2 separate regions of the Danio rerio genome follow, and region 1 is linked to region 2. Evidence: chromatin contacts called from public HiChIP or PLAC-seq data. All regions are on one chromosome and are shown on one strand. The core of a region is the stretch at or near the end of the contact, and the rest is flanking DNA. Distances in the headings are between cores, read along the strand shown. Region 1 holds the start of zgc:110045. Region 2 holds the start of bag5 (BCL2 associated athanogene 5).

Evidence for each region. HiChIP or PLAC-seq counts read pairs in DNA pulled down with a chosen protein or histone mark.
Region 1: a contact with region 2 is called in an H3K4me3 HiChIP or PLAC-seq map of embryo, with 2.9 times the contacts expected there. The contact joins the promoter of zgc:110045 here to the promoter of bag5 in region 2. A contact is called at or near these places in 1 of 18 Hi-C or Micro-C datasets (hematopoietic stem cells) and 1 of 4 datasets of contacts at active chromatin or transcription factors (embryo).

Annotation. Positions count from the first base shown.
Region 1 is chr13:18,237,950-18,240,649 of GRCz12tu, reverse strand. It overlaps zgc:110045, which reads left to right and starts at 1,318. Exons shown (of 10, transcript NM_001039984.2): 1 at 1,318-1,437.
Region 2 is chr13:17,777,782-17,780,481 of GRCz12tu, reverse strand. It overlaps bag5 (BCL2 associated athanogene 5), which reads left to right and starts at 1,365. Exons shown (of 5, transcript NM_001431071.1): 1 at 1,365-1,444. The coding sequence starts at 1,422.

The DNA.
Region 1 (2,700 bases), core at 69-2,568, 460 kb before region 2:
AAACATGCTGTAAACATGTTTTAAAAATGTTTAAACTTATTAAACTTATTTGAATTCCAGTTTATTATCAAAAAAATTCTGTGGATTCTGTGTTATCATAGAAACATGGCGTCCGGAAAACCGCACCACAGCACATTGCTAAAAATCAGTGGGATCCTATTTTAACATTTGGAAATTAAAAAAAAAAGAGACTTGTTGGGTTTATATCAGTCCAGCATGAAAGTGGACACACTATACATACAGACAGTTCTGTCTAAACAGCTTAAGTTGATTTTCATCATAGGTGCCATTTAAATTTTATTTTCAGTTATTTTTACAGTCGTGTTTACTTATTTCGAAATGCATTTTTGTCATTCTTTTTAAAAAATCGAAATAATTTAGTTTTTGCTGTACTAAAAATTCAATCTAATATTTAAATTTAATGTGATCTCAACTTTATTTTTATAAATAAATGTTTTACTAAAAGTGTTGTGAAAAGGTTTGGTGTCAGTTTTACTTTTGGTTTAACGAGAAGTGCACCGATCTTTTCTTGCGCAATGGAGTCTTAGATCTTCATTTTATACTATTTATCAACACATACGCAGTGAGAGAACGGAGATCCATAGAGACCATTGTTCATTTCCATCCCAGACAGCAGGCAGTGATTAAATATGCCACTTCTGCTCCACTAATTCATTCACTTTGAAATTCTGCTGCTGAGCAGAGTGCATCTTTTTCTGTTAAAGGCCTACATTGTTTTCACAGGACTTTGGCCTCATTAGCAGGAGGTGTGGGGGAAGGGACATCGGCCACAGAGACATTGTGTCTTTCTGTCCATAATGATGTGACACAGTCAATTTGGAGATGCTTATGGTGATTGGGGGAGTCGGCACAAAACATTTGGCGGATTCTTCCTTTTCTGTGTCCTTTAAAATGTCATTTTGCATATGCACATCCAAACCAGATCTTCCCTGCCAAAACGGAAAACGTGTTTCAAATTGAGCCATGCTATTAGAAAACTCTGGTCTTACTTTTTTTTATATTTATTGTATTCCAGCCAGATTATAGCATGGCAAAACCTGTTGCCTTCTATTCTTCTTGGGATTCCAGAATGCTACAGGAACCATCCCGGGATAAAGGAGTTGTTGCCTCAATTACGTGAGTATTAAGAACTGGGAGAGACTCATGTAGCTTGGTCTAAAGGCTTATCAGAGGCTAAGCCAGAGGGTGGAAAAAAAACAGTAAAGCTAGCCTCAGTCGACCAGAGGTACGGGCACAAGGCCATCTGTCCATTCTCTGAATACAACTGACAACAAAAGAGGGCAACACCACACTCAAGGAATCATACACACTCTGGAGCCGCAAACGTTAACTCATCCTGGATTGACAAGGAAAAGAAGCCTCAGTGAAGAAAGTAACAGGCATCTCTGCTCTATCTCAACCTCCATCACATCTCAGGTCAGTTTGTTAACTTCGATCCAAAGCTGCTCGTCACGCACAGAGACTTCTGAAGGACAAGAGCAAATAGGCGTATTAATGCTTTTCTGGCATGTCAACAGTGCTCTTGTTTTATCTTTGACAAAAGGAAAGAGGGGGTCAACATTTTTAATATGATGTGTGACTAATATGTACTATATGTATTAGTCACACATTATATATATAATTGAGCATAATTGAGTACACCCTATTTTGAAAATTTATATTTTTATCCATGTCTTAGTGAATATAGATATTTCATATTTATATATAGATATATATATTTATAAATAGAATATAGATATTTTTGTGCATTTAAACAAAACAGATTTATTAAACAGATATATTTATTAAAATAATATGTTAGTCACCAAACATGTTTAGAAATTGAAAGATAATGCAAACAAATTCAACAAAATATTTCAAAAAATTTCAACAAATTCTCTTGATTTTTCCTCTTTATTAAATTTGTATTTAGTATTTTTCTATAACATATAAATTTGAGTGTACTAGTTTTTGGACCGTTATTGTAACTTATTTTGTGGGATAAGGTCCAGAATTGGTTTCAGTACTGACTAATCTAATGTATGTGAACAAATATAGTATTGTATAGCTTCCTTTAAAAATTTGTGAGGGGTGTACTTATATATGTTGCGCACTGTATACAACTGGAACTTGTCATTGATTGTTTGTTTTGTTTGTTTGTTTGTGAGAATTTATTAATCCCAAAGTGAAATTCACATCACAACAGTGATCTTCATACTAAAAATAGATCAAATAAGCTACATATGTATAAAAACAATAATAAAGTTACATAAAATTATAAGCATATAAGCATAATTCATAGTATGATTTTGGTTATACAATCTGATCACTGTTGGTAAAAAGGATTTCCTGCATCTTTTTCTGTAACACCGGGGTTAAATTAATCTTGCACTAAAAGAGCTTGTACACGCTTGGACTGTATCAAAAAAGGGATGATTATTGTGGTCCATCATACTGACAAATTTGTCCATCATTCAATAATGTGCAATCTCTTCTATAGTGGGTAGTACACGCCCCACAACAGAACCTGCCCTTATTTACATGTCATTTTGTTGTTGCTTTGATTGCTTGTCATGGTTATGTTTGTAAGTCACTTTAGATAAAAGCATTAGTCAAATGATTTAGAGTGAATGTGAATATAAATAAACACAACATTTTGCAATAATATAATATAATATAATATAATATAATATAATATAA
Region 2 (2,700 bases), core at 116-2,615:
TGAAGATAGCTTTACTCAAAACAGGTTTCAACTCAAACAGATTTGTCGTTCATTTTCTTTTCAGTTTATAGTCCCTTTATTAATCTGGGGTCGCCACAGCGGAATGAATCGCCAACTAATCCAGCATATATTTTATGCATCAGATGCCCTTCCAGCCACAACCTAACACTGGGAAACACCCATACACTTCTGCATTTACACACATAGTGTACACTATGGCCAATTTACCTTGTTCAATTCACCTGTACTGCATGTCTTTGAACTGTGAGGAAACCGGAGCACCTGGAGGAAACCCACGTGAATATGGGGAGAACATGCAAACTGCACACACAAATGCCAACTGACTCAGCCGGGGCTAGAACCAGTGACCTTGCTGGGGGGCAATTGTGCTACCCACCGCACCACCGTGGTGCCACAATTTCCAAACAGTCCAAGCAGGTTTTTTTAAGCAAAATACTGCATAAAACTACTCAAATAATTGTCAACTGTTTCAAAATGATAAGAGCATTTTATGTCACTAATCATCCCTGTTTAAATAATTTTGGCAGTATTTCTACAGATATTACTCAACAATTTTTTTAACGATAATAATAAGAATAATTGTTTTATTTTTTTTATTAATTTTTTTAGTTTGTTCGTTTTGTAATTAATTAAATTTTTTTGTGTTGGCGTATTAGAATGATTCCTGAAGAATTATGTGATATAGATGGCTGCTGCAAGTTAACAATCCTAAATTGCATGTATTTGAATAATGTTCAGCATGGTGGCACAGTGGTTAGCACAATCGACTTCCAGCAAGAAGGTCGCTGGTTCAAGCCCCGGATGGGTTAGTTGGCTTTTCCGTGTGGAGTTTGCATGCTCTCCCTGTGTTTGCGTGGGTTTCCTCCGGGTGCTCCGGTTTCCCCTATAAGTCCAAAGGCATGCAGTATAGGTGAACTGGGTAAGCTAAATTGCCCGTAGTGTATGTGTAAATGAGTGTGTATGGATGTTTGATGGGTTGTAGTTGGAAGTCCACCCACTGCGTAAAACCTATGATGGATAAGTTGGCGGTTCATTAGGCTGTGGCGACCCCAAATTAATAATGGGACTAAGTTGAAAAGAAAATGAATGAATGAATAAATGATCAAATAAAATAATTTTTTTTATTGTTTTATTTTGCTGTTCGTTTAATAAATGCGTTTAAAATATATATGATCAACCCCAAACTTTTGAATGTTACTGTGTATGTATAATTGCTCTAAATCCCATTTTTATTAATCATCCATTTCTCTTCCAACTTCAGTTTTGGACATCCAACATCCAACGCAATCAAACTCTTCGCTCGTTCTTGTTGGCCAGCAGGTTTATGTCATTAGACATGTATGCCCTGTGGCTGTAAAAGAATATTGCGTTGTGCTGAATCTGTAAACACAGGCTCACCAATGGCTGTACGCTGGTTATGCAGGTAGGAACCCTTTGAACGTCATGTTTCACAAGAAATGTGTTCATATAAATATCTATTCGATTTAAACAAAACTTTGCCTCGCAGTTCCGTGAGCTTATAATGAGAGCTGATCAGTGTCTTTGTGTGATTTAAACAGACATAACAGAAGCCAGGTAAACAGTAGGATAATTTCATCCGATGTATGCCGTTTCAAATAGTTTAACGCAGCTCAGATGTTACGTTTACAGCAAATTCGTTGACGTTTTTGTGCATAAACGATGCAACCACTTTATATTGAGAAAGGGAGTTCACATTTGACTTCCTCGCTTAAATGTTTTTATTAAAAGTACTAAGGCAGGCGAGCCAGTATGTTTTGCGTTAACGCGAGTCAGGTTGTGGAGTGATTGACTTGTTTACTATTTGGGCACATTTGGTTAAAGAGAATACTGTACAGCGACAGGGATCCCTCCTGATGCGAGGAATGGTCTCCCCAGTGTGTTGTACCTAGGGTGAACGAATCTTTTAAGTGAACGAATCAGTCTCGTTCGTTACCTTCCATTCTCTGCCACTGACTCTTTTTTTAGTTTACTGAAGTCTGAAAATGTGCGTATATTTAAATGTAACATATCTTTGAAAAACTGAAATGTCCTAATTTTTTATGTAAATTAATTTAAATGTAACTTGTTCAGTCCCTTTAATGTCAGGTGAGCTGTCATTGGCTGTTACTGTTTTTAATCATTCATAAGTAGGGCTCGGGGGGCTGCACGGTGGCGCAGTGGATGGCACGATCACCACACAGCAAGGTTGAGTGGAGTTGGCATGTTCTCGTTTTGCCGTGGGTTTCCTCTGGGCCCAAAGACATGCATGCACTATAGGTGAATTGGGAAGGCTAAGTTGTCCATAGTGTATGTGAGTGAATGAGAGTGTATGGATTATTCTCAGCGGCTGGAAGGACATCTGCTGCGTAGAACATATCCTGGATAAGTTGGCGATTCATTCCACAGTGCTGAACCCAGATTAATAAAGGGACTAAGCTAAAAAGAAAATGAATAAATGAAGTAGGGCCGATAAATAGTATTATATTGAATCGTGATAAAAATTTATGTCAGTATCAATGATAAGCTCTGGACTTTTTTACTCTATATTGATCTAAGACCCAATAACACAGCAGAAATATGCAACAATGGGAATCTAAAAGTGTGTTGATATTAGAGATGTACAAAATATTCGGCCACTGAAAATGTATCAGCTGAAAATATTATGCACTTTAATGGACC